Regions from separate parts of the Mus musculus genome. Here region 1 is linked to region 2. The links are chromatin contacts, called in public HiChIP or PLAC-seq maps. All regions are on one chromosome and are shown on one strand. The core of a region is the stretch at or near the end of the contact, and the rest is flanking DNA. Distances in the headings are between cores, read along the strand shown.

What was found. HiChIP or PLAC-seq counts read pairs in DNA pulled down with a chosen protein or histone mark.
Region 1: an H3K27ac HiChIP or PLAC-seq map of embryonic stem cells shows a contact between it and region 2, with 6 read pairs. The contact joins two enhancer-like sites. A contact is called at or near these places in 7 of 39 promoter capture datasets (the C10 cell line, the HPC-7 cell line, cranial neural crest and 4 more), 4 of 115 datasets of contacts at active chromatin or transcription factors (embryonic stem cells, pancreatic cancer cells and stem cell-derived neural progenitor cells) and 3 of 9 other capture datasets (adipose tissue, liver and pancreatic islet).

Annotation. Positions count from the first base shown.
Region 1 is chr5:64,115,928-64,122,016 of GRCm38.p6, forward strand. It overlaps Pgm2 (phosphoglucomutase 2), which reads left to right. Exons shown (of 14, transcript NM_025700.3): 13 at 373-506. Among named protein-coding and RNA genes, the nearest start is that of Gm22559, 25 kb to the right of the region's middle. Within about 2 kb of position 1,459, at least 5 of the 459 cell types and tissues checked have an H3K27ac peak or open chromatin away from gene starts, as enhancers often do. A contact at or near this core is called in embryonic stem cells, where this site is marked.
Region 2 is chr5:63,928,760-63,934,264 of GRCm38.p6, forward strand. It overlaps Rell1 (RELT-like 1), which reads right to left. Exons shown (of 7, transcript NM_145923.4): 4 at 1,719-1,776. Among named protein-coding and RNA genes, the nearest start is that of Rell1, 37 kb to the right of the region's middle. Within about 2 kb of position 4,207, at least 51 of the 459 cell types and tissues checked have an H3K27ac peak or open chromatin away from gene starts, as enhancers often do. A contact at or near this core is called in embryonic stem cells, where this site is marked.

The DNA.
Region 1 (6,089 bases), core at 209-2,708, 180 kb after region 2:
AATTTTGTACCAGGAAAAAAAAAATCTCCTTAGGAACTGTTTTTTTGGCCAAAGTTTGCATTTACAACACTGAGGAATGATCTAATTTTTTGTAGTACATTATTGTCTCAGTTTCTTATGAAATACCATATTTTAATTTGAACAAAACTTTGATAACTTTAATAGATATGTAGAAGTAGAAAGCTACACTGTGAAGTTACTTAATGTTCACAAATTACTGGGATTGAGTCTTCTCATTTTCCCAGGGATGTTCTTCTGTGGCCCATATCCTCGTCTGGTTATTCGTTTTCTTGCTTATGTGGGACAGTAATTCACTAGGTCAGAAAGGGTTGTTGCTGTTTAAATGTGTGACCTGTACAAATTAATCCCTAGGTTCTTCCTACCAGTAAGAGCAGCCAAATGATCACCTTCACCTTTGCTAATGGAGGTGTGGCCACCATGCGGACCAGTGGGACTGAGCCCAAAATCAAGTACTACGCAGAGTTGTGTGCTCCCCCTGGCAACAGGTATGACATCGCTGCTATGACTCTCATCCCTGAGACTTCCTGGTTCTGTTCAAGTGTTAAGTGAAAATTCCCAATTGTAGCCTAGTTAGAAACTGTGGTGATATCATGGGGACACCAACCTATTAACATGCAATGACAATAAAAACCACAGCTTAAGGTAAGATTACTATTAATAGACTTCATATTGTACATTTCATTTATTAATAGAGTTATCTAACCTGTGAATCAGAATCAATAGCCTTTCAAGTCTAAGTGGTACTATCTAAGAAGTATTTTTGTTAGAAAAGATGTCTTTCCCAACTTTTTACTTTTAAAAACTTTCAGACATAGAAATGCTAAAATGATAATTCACTGAGCCCTCAAGGTCCTTACCCAGGCCACAAGATGGTAAATACAAGACAGATAATGTCTTGGTGTTCGCAGGTCCTATAGGGCTGTTGTAGCTACTCCTGTTGAAGTGTAGAAACAGGATGTGGTGGCATAGGCCTCTTTAATCAAGGCCGAAAGAAAGAAAGAAAAAATAAATGTAGAAACAACCATATATGTATCAATGAATGAACATAGCCTGTGCCCCAGTTAAACTTGATTCACAAAACCAGACCATGAAACAGTGCAGACCCCAACATAGCCTCTACCTTTGCTGGTATCTTACAGTATGTCTCTCGTTGATTTTTTTTTTCTTTTCTTTTTCCTTTTTCCTTTTTTCTTTTTTTCTCAAGACAAGATTTCTCTGTGTAACAGAGCCCTGGCTATCCTGGATCCACTCTATAGACCAGGCTAGCCTTAAACTCACAAGAGATCCACCTGCCTCTGCCTCCTGAGTGCAGTTAAACTGAATTTAAACTGAAAGTTAAATTCTTCAGGAAACATTCTCTTTTGAATGTTATCTACCCAGGCCACCAAGGATAATTGCCTTCATTTAAAGTAAACTGCTTTCACTGAAATGCCCAAATTAGCATTTGAATAACTATTTGTGAGCTTAGCCTGGTCAACATGAATTCAGATTTGTCCCAGGTCCTCAAAGCAGCTTTTCTCCCCCTTTCCTGAATCAGAATTGCATTGAGAACTCAGCAGCTTCTGGTATTATTTATTTTACAAAGATTTTTGGCCTGATTAGAGAGAGACACGCTGCCTGATTGTGAAAGACTTCAATATCCATGCCTATAACATGACCCACTGAATTTAAACTGAAGAGATAAGGATTGATTCCTAACCAGGGGTTTGCATAGCCATACAGTGTGTCCTTGTCTTAAAAATATCACTCAGCAATATCACACTTTAGATTTCAAGATAAGTCATTTAGGATTAGGGAAGGGACTTAGGAAATTAGTCTGAACAGGTGAGAGGGTGCGCCAGAGAACCTGACAGCCTCTGGAACAGGCAGAAGCACAGAGGGGCTGAGGCAGCACCCTGTGTGGGCCGGGGACAGCCGGCCACCTTCCGGACCGGAGGACAGGTGCCCGCCCGGCTGGGGAGGCGGCCTAAGCCACAGCAGCAGCGGTCGCCATCTTGGTCCGGGACCCGCCGAACTTAGGAAATTAGTCTGAACAGGTGAGAGGGTGCGCCAGAGAACCTGACAGCTTCTGGAACAGGCGGAAGCACAGAGGCGCTGAGGCAGCACCCTGCGTGGGCCGGGGACAGCCGGCCACCTTCCGGACCAGAGGACAGGTGCCCACCCGGCTGGGGAGGCGGCCTAAGCCACAGCAGCAGCGGTCGCCATCTTGGTCCGGGACCCGCCGAACTTAGGAAATTAGTCTGAACAGGTGAGAGGGTGCGCCAGAGAACCTGACAGCTTCTGGAACAGGCAGAAGCACAGAGGCGCTGAGGCAGCACCCTGTGTGGGCCGGGGACAGCCGGCCACCTTCCGGACCAGAGGACAGGTGCCCGCCCGGCTGGGGAGGCAACCTAAGCCACAGCAGCAGCGGTCGCCATCTTGGTCCCGGGACTCCAAGGAACTTAGGAATTTAGTCTGCTTAGGTGAGAGTCTGTACCACCTGGGAACTGCCAAAGCAACACAGTGTCTGAGAAAGGTCCTGTTTTGGGCCTTCTTCTTCGGCCAGGAGGAGGTCCAAATACAAGATATCTGTGCACCTTCCCTGTAAGAGAGCTTGCCAGCAGAGAGTGCTCTGAGCACTGAAACTCAGAGGAGAGAATCTGTCTCCCAGGTCTGCTGATAGACGGTAACAGAATCACCAGAAGAACAATCTCTAAACAGAGTCAACTATAACTACTAACTCCAGAGATTACCAGATGGCGAAAGGTAAACGGAGGAATCTTACTAACAGGAACCAAGACCACTCACCATCACCAGAACCCAGCACACCCACTTCGCCCAGTCCAGGGAACCCCAACACACCTGAGAACCTAGACCTAGATTTAAAAGCATATCTCATGATGATGGTAGAGGACATCAAGAAGGACTTTAATAAATCACTTAAAGAAATACAGGAGAACACTGCTAAAGAGTTACAAGTCCTTAAAGAAAAACAGGAAAACACAATCAAACAGGTAGAAGTCCTTACAGAAAAAGAGGAAAAAACATACAAACAGGTGATGGAAATGAACAAAACCATACTAGACCTAAAAAGGGAAGTAGACACAATAAAGAAAACTCAAAGCGAGGCAACACTAGAGATAGAAACCCTAGGAAAGAAATCTGGAACCATAGATTTGAGCATCAGCAACAGAATACAAGAGATGGAAGAGAGAATCTCAGGTGCAGAAGATTCCATAGAGAACATCGGCACAACAATCAAAGAAAATGGAAAATGCAAAAAGATCCTAACTCAAAATATCCAGGAAATCCAGGACACAATAAGAAGACCAAACGTACGGATAATAGGAGTGGATGAGAATGAAGATTTTCAACTCAAAGGTCCAGCAAACATCTTCAACAAAATTATTGAAGAAAACTTCCCAAATCTAAAGAATGAGATGCATATGAACATACAAGAAGCCTACAGAACTCCAAATAGACTGGACCAGAAAAGAAATTCCTCCCGACACATAATAATCAGAACATCAAATGCACTAAATAAAGATAGAATACTAAAAGCAGTAAGGGAAAAAGGTCAAGTAACATATAAAGGCAAGCCTATCAGAATTACACCAGATTTTTCACCAGAGACTATGAAAGCCAGAAGAGCCTGGACAGATGTTATACAGACACTAAGAGAACACAAACTGCAGCCCAGGCTACTATACCCAGCCAAACTCTCAATTATCATAGAGGGAGAAACCAAAGTATTCCACGACAAAACCAAATTCACGCATTATCTCTCCACGAATCCAGCCCTTCAAAGGATAATAACAGAAAAAAACCAATACAAGAACGGGAACAACGCCCTAGAAAAAACAAGAAGGTAATCCCTCAACAAACCTAAAAGAAGACAGCCACAAGAACAGAATGCCACCTTTAACAACTAAAATAACAGGAAGCAACAATTACTTTTCCTTAATATCTCTTAACATCAATGGTCTCAACTCGCCAATAAAAAGACATAGACTAACAAACTGGCTACACAAACAAGACCCAACATTTTGCTGCTTACAGGAAACTCATCTCAGAGAAAAAGATAGACACTACCTCAGAATGAAAGGCTGGAAAACAATTTTCCAAGCAAATGGTATGAAGAAACAAGCAGGAGTAGCCATCCTAATATCTGATAAGATTGACTTCCAACCCAAAGTCATCAAAAAAGACAAGGAGGGACACTTCATTCTCATCAAAGGTAAAATCCTCCAAGAGGAACTCTCAATTCTGAATATCTATGCTCCAAATACAAGAGCAGCCACATTCACTAAAGAAACTTTAGTAAAGCTCAAAGCACACATTGCGCCTCACACAATAATAGTGGGAGACTTCAACACACCACTTTCACCAATGGACAGATCATGGAAACAGAAACTAAACAGGGACACACTGAAACTAACAGAAGTGATGAAACAAATGGATCTGACAGATATCTACAGAACATTTTACCCTAAAACAAAAGGATATACCTTCTTCTCAGCACCTCATGGTACCTTCTCCAAAATTGACCACATAATAGGTCACAAATCAGGCCTCAACAGATTCAAAAATATTGAAATTGTCCCATGTATCCTATCAGATCACCATGCACTAAGGCTGATCTTCAATAACAAAATAAATAACAGAAAGCCAACATTCACATGGAAACTGAACAACACTCTTCTCAATGATACCTTGGTCAAGGAAGGAATAAAGAAAGAAATTAAAGACTTTTTAGAGTTTAATGAAAATGAAGCCACAACGTACCCAAACCTTTGGGACACAATGAAAGCATTTCTAAGAGGGAAACTCATAGCTATGAGTGCCTTCAAGAAAAAACGGGAGAGAGCACATACTAGCAGCTTGACAACACATCTAAAAGCTCTAGAAAAAAAGGAAGCAAATTCACCCAAGAGGAGTAGACGGCAGGAAATAATCAAACTCAGGGGTGAAATCAACCAAGTGGAAACAAGAAGAACTATTCAAAGAATTAACCAAACGAGGAGTTGGTTCTTTGAGAAAATCAACAAGATAGATAAACCCTTAGCTACACTCACTAAAGGGCACAGGGACAAAATCCTAATTAACAAAATCAGAAATGAAAAGGGAGACATAACAACAGATCCTGAAGAAATCCAAAACACCATCAGATCCTTCTACAAAAGGCTATACTCAACAAAACTGGAAAACCTGGACGAAATGGACAAATTTCTGGACAGATACCAGGTACCAAAGTTGAATCAGGATCAAGTTGACCTTCTAAACAGTCCCATATCCCCTAAAGAAATAGAAGCAGTTATTAATAGTCTCCCAGCCAAAAAAAGCCCAGGACCAGACGGGTTTAGTGCAGAGTTCTATCAGACCTTCAAAGAAGATCTAACTCCAGTTCTGCACAAACTTTTTCACAAGATAGAAGTAGAAGGTATTCTACCCAACTCATTTTATGAAGCCACTATTACTCTGATACCTAAACCACAGAAAGATCCAACAAAGATAGAGAACTTCAGACCAATTTCTCTTATGAACATCGATGCAAAAATCCTTAATAAAATTCTCGCTAACCGAATCCAAGAACACATTAAAGCAATCATCCATCCTGACCAAGTAGGTTTTATTCCAGGGATGCAGGGATGGTTTAATATACGAAAATCCATCAATGTAATCCATTATATAAACAAACTCAAAGACAAAAACCACATGATCATCTCGTTAGATGCAGAAAAAGCATTTGACAAGATCCAACACCCATTCATGATAAAAGTTCTGGAAAGATCAGGAATTCAAGGCCAATACCTAAACATGATAAAAGCAATCTACAGCAAACCAGTAGCCAACATCAAAGTAAATGGAGAGAAGCTGGAAGCAATCCCACTAAAATCAGGGACTAGACAAGGCTGCCCACTTTCTCCCTACCTTTTCAACATAGTACTTGAAGTATTAGCCAGAGCAATTCGACAACAAAAGGAGATCAAGGGGATACAAATTGGAAAAGAGGAAGTCAAAATATCACTTTTTGCAGATGATATGATAGTATATATAAGTGACCCTAAAAATTCCAACAGAGAACTCCT
Region 2 (5,505 bases), core at 2,957-5,456:
AGCAGGCCCACAGTCAACCGAGTTCAGGCTACGGAGAGCCAATAAGTACTGGACAGCAAGTATCTATGGGCAAAGGTAAGAAACATCAGTCTTCGTGGCCTAAGCTGCATCTCCAGAACGTGAGCACGTGGCTCAGTGTTCAGCACGACCCCTCTAATGTGCACATACAACAGGGCCCATCTGACAGACACATTCGCAACAAGGAGTGCTAGGTGACCTTGGTGGGGACCACAGACAACGCAGATGATCTTGCTCAGCATGGCACTCCATCCCAACTGAACATCCTGTCACATTTTGCATATTCTCCAGCCACCAAACCATTCCAAGGTGGCCTCTCTACAGAACCTGTTCCCATCAGCACCAGCAGAACACCTGGCACAGGCATCGCTTCCTCCTTTTTAACCTTCTTCTGGTCCCCAGAACCCCCAAAATTCGTACCTGTGCCTCTCCGAAGGCCTCCCGCACTCATCTCTATGCTGCAGTGGCTGAAACCTTCCAGAGCAAAGATCTGTGACTGTCCTGTTCTATCCAGCACTGAACCATTTACCCAGTCAACGTTCCTAGTTACAGAAATTGAGGACTGTCTAGACATATAGTTATCTGTAACTAATTACAGGGGAATCTGGCGCCCAACAACCACAACCTATAACCAGTAACACAAAAACAGATGGTAGCAGGTAATCCAAACCGACCAGGTTATCATTTAGTTACTGTTGTTCATAAAGGTCTCACAGGACTGGAAGCGCTCTATAGTCCTGGTAATAATTGAATGAAGTTAGCACAGTGGTTTGCAGATAAGGATCTGGAACTCAGCAGGCTCAGTTAACTTGTGCATCAACCAGCAGTCACCTGCACACTGGAGGCAGGACACGACCACTCTCAAGCTCTGAACCTGCTCTTTGACTCCGAGCCATAGCTTGCCTTCTCCAACCCTACTGTCTACCACAAGAATTCCCAACCAGTGTTACTGAGACTCAGACTGACCCAAGACTTTCTCTGAGGCCCTGATAAAAGGTTGTCTCAAACCGGGAATAAGCTGGGCAGAGCCAGTAAAGGCCTAGGACAAGGGCCTTGGAGGAACTGACTTCATCGTGACAACTCAACTCACCCATGGGTCTCAGTTCTGTGGCCACTGTGTGCTCTGTCTGTGGAGCACTTGAGGCATCCTGTGTTCCCCTTGTGCAACACTGTTTGACTGGCTTCCTGTTGACATCACCCGTTGTATGATAGCTTTACACTGACTGGATCCCATTTTCCCCATAAAAGCTGTATTTAAGATGTTGTGCTTCTTAATAAACTTGCTTGCCATAAGCCATCGGCTTACACAAGAGCTCCTCCTGGTCCCAGCTTCTGTCTTCTTTATCTTCTAATCTCCAGCTCTTGCCCTCAACACCTAGTGGGTCCTGGACCCAATTCCTGTGAGCCTGGGTCACAGAGGGATGTCCTCCTGGGAACACTGTCAGTGTGCGGAGGGAGACATTTTAGGTTGTCACACTTTGAAGGAGAGGAAGTGCTCTGTCATCCAGTGAGCAGAGATGAGGGACTCTGCTCAATAGTCCATCTTGTGCTAGCCATTACTCTCAGCGAAGACTTGCCTGACCCCAAATGCCAATAGTACCCAAGGCTAGAGGCCAGCTCCGGCTGGACACAGTACCAAGGGAATCAATCTGAACAAGCAAATGAAAACTGTCTCCATCCACTGGGAGAGAGGCACTCACCTTTCAATATCGCCCACGCTGTTATCAGCTACCATAGCTTTCAAGATATCTGCATTCGCTGAGAAAGAAAAAGAACTAAGTGAGCAATCAGAGCCATGTTAGAAAAGCTGTCCGTGAGACACCGCGCTCCTCCTCAGTCCCCAGAGGCCCAGATGAGGAAGGTCGGAGAAGGTTTACTTCCCAGGTGGCCAATGCTGTTACTCTGATCTAGGACTGCAGAAGCCCCTAAGTTGGGACAAACACTCCAAATTTATCTGACATAGGCGGGCTTAACTTAGAATTACAGTGTTCATGTTTTAAAACCTTGTGGATGTGAGCTGTCAACACACAGAACCCAAGCTTCTTAGGCTTGACCCACACCCACACCCACACCCACACCCACACCCACACCCACACCCTACGTCCTGACTTCTCAGAGTAGCCAGTCAAAGGCTGCAGTGAAAGTCAAGTTTCTTTTGGCTATTTAATTGTCAAGGCCAAATGCTATTACCAACTCCTAACCTTTTCCATTCATTTTTAAAGCACCGTTCCCATCCCATGACTAACCACAATAAATTCTCCAGAGAAGAAAGAATAAAAGGATTACTGATTTACCACGTGAGCCAATGATAGGTAGCTTGTAGCAGTTTACATCACATGACATCCCCTGAGAAGGACATTTAACTCAGAGTTCTAACTCTGCTGCTGGGAGAGTTGAGAGGCAAGGGCCCACGTGCTGTGTGCTTCACAGCCTGACTTCCTTTTTGCCTCTCCCACTTTTTCCCCTACCCATCCTCCCATGAAAATACAATACCAAAGACTTAGATCCACTTATGGCCTATGGCCTATCTGTTGCCTTACATATAAAAGAGAGTGAGTTTGTTGTCATTTTGATTTGTCTTATTTTGTTTTGGGCTCCCCCATGATCTCCAGTCTCCGCTACCTTGGGGATCACAGCACCACAATGCAGCTTTTAGGAATCCAAGGGGGTGGGGGCAGTATTTCTAAGAAATATTTACACATGTCATCGCTTTCCTTAAAAAACTACCTTTTTTTTTTTTTTTGCCCTTCACAATGGTGAGGGTGTCCAAATGAACTGCCAAACATGAGTTTTTATTATAAAACCAAATGTTTTTGTTATTTAAGGGGAAAAAAAAAAAAAGCCCTGAATTAGATCTATAATATCCCCCCCATACAACAAAAAATGACACATTGACTCTGACACACTTCATAATCTTGTGATACATGTCACTTTCATGTTTGACTGATATTGGGGATTCAGGAAAAGAATTTTCTTTCAGATAATAGGTTGGTATGTTGCTTTGATTTCCATGTGCTTTGGTGCCCCAAAGATTCCTGTGTTAAAACCCCCATTACCACTTCTGTCCGTGCTGTCATCGCTATGCTTGGCTTGGCACCCTTTTGATGCCACTCTCCCTCAAGTCTGGTACTGGATGGCAGCAAACTGGCCTCATGGGAGGAGGAGCTATGAGAAATGGTCCAACCTTCTGAATCCAGGGAAGGTGATGAGGTTACTGGAACACGGCCTCAGAAGTCAGACAGCTCTTGGGATACTCTCTCTCAGCCTTCATTCCCAGGAAAGGGTTGGTATAAAAGTGAGAGGACTGGGGCTATAGCTCAGCAGCAGAGCGTACGCAGGAGTCCCTGCATTTGAGTCTTAGCCTCCACAAGGAGAGAGCCACTCTCTCTGGCTTCCTGGTCACCATGTGTTCTTTGCCTTTCCCCCATGCTCCCGACATGTTGTTATCCACTAAGATGTGACCCAACCAGGTGGACCCTCACTCCAGAGTCCAAATCAATGAGGCTACCTGATCTTGGACCTCCATCCTCCAAACTGTGAGCTACAGCAAACTACTCTGCTTTTAAAAAGCACTAGCTCTGTATATTCCATTATGAATTAACAGAAGATGAACTAATAAAGAAGTATAGTCTCACATGCGATTTCTGTAAAATACACAGGAAATGGCCAGTGTGTACGTCCCCATAGTTTACCAAATGTGACCAGAGAGGAAACAACAACAAAGGGAATGAGGTCATGCTGGCTGTAACAGACTTTTATAGTGATAAGCATTCAAAAGAAAACTGTATAAACTTACCTGAGAAAACAATTCCCTATATATTATGACGAGTGCCCGTTAAGTAAAATGAGAAATTATTTACTATCCTTGATGCTCTCCAAACTCCTACACAATGCTAGGAAACCCCCACTGACCACACAAACACTCCTCAGTTTGGCTCTGTAGAGAAAGGTAAACTCGGGATAGCACTGGGGTAGTTCCAGGTCTCCGGATTAAGAAGAAAAGTGTGTGGGTGTGTAAAAGAGCTCTGAAAAACCCGAAGAATTTCCCTAGTGAAACTTCCGGAGTCAGATAGGAGTGTCTTTTGTCATTCATAATGAGCCACTTGGTAAAACTCAGTCTAGGATAACAAGGTGAGTCAGGGCGGAGCCAGTAATCAGAAAGGCCCGCCCAGTGTGATTAGAGGATAACAACTCTGGCACTAACCCAATGCCTGGCTCCCCGCCTCTAGGTGTTCCCCTTTAACAAAGCACTGAATGTAATAGCATATCCCGGCCTTCTGGGAGCCATTCTAGCAAACCCGAGGAAGGGACTGGGGGATTCTCAGATTCTCAGTGTGCACGTTAGAGGAACAGAGGGGCCAGGCAAAGCCGGCCAGCCTTGTGAAGCTGAGCCCTTTGCCTGCGGTAGACCACACTAACTCCCTGGCAGAGTCAGAAGTGAATTAGACACGCATGGAGCTGGCGTCAGACGTGAAGAACTGCTTGGGTTGGAAATCTGCACACATCCTATATTGGAAGCACAGCACGGGCTAGAGAGATGGCTCAGTGGTTAGAGCGCATGCTGCTCTTGCAGAGAGGTCCTCTGATTCCCAGCCCCCACGGGAATACATCTTTCAGAAATACTCAGTGAGACAGCACACCGCCACAAAACGTGCCTGCCCAGCAGATCAGCTACTGTCTCCAAACCCCAAAGGACAGCGACCTAAGCTAAAATTGATTTAGAAAAGGAAAGGCACATACTTCAACCCAAAGCAAGAACGTCACCTTGGGAAGCCAGCTTGTCATTCTAAGTGTGTACCACTGTCCTGTCCTTCAGTCTGATTCTGTTGTCCCCCTTCTGGCTTAAATCTATATTAAAATTCTAATAAACCTCAATGTTCACTTCATTAAAAAAAATCATGACTACATCTGACAAATTAAATTACCCATCTGGCAAGTTAAAAACACAATGCAGGAGACTGCTTGTATGTCAATAACACAAATGATTAAAACTAAATGTTGTGGGTTAACAGAGAGCCTAGGAAGATGTTAATAGAGAGCGTGTGCTTCATCTTATTCCTTTTTAATTCCTTTTAAAAAGTTCAGAGTGCAGTTATAATTTGTAAATATAGAGTGCCAGTTTGGGAAAATAACAGTGAAGTCTAAATTGAAATCAAGTTTGAGGTTGCGCGAACTATGGAATACAAGGTGGGGTAACGAGGTGCTTGTTGCATACAGTGGCGAATTTTAGCCTCAGAGTCAACCTGAAAACACTCTAGGTTGTAACTAGTGTGCTGGGATTCAGTACTGCCAATCCCATGCCCTGATGGGAAATCTCTGAAAAACAGGCCCACGCCCAAGTGTTCTTGTCTTTTTGTTCTTATCTAAAAACCATTCTACTAAGTTTATTTATTCATTCATTTTTTTTTTGCAAACTATCAAAACTGAAAGAGAGAAATATCATTGCAAAGCTGAAAGCAGGACAATGTTTAGAACTAGACAGAAGGC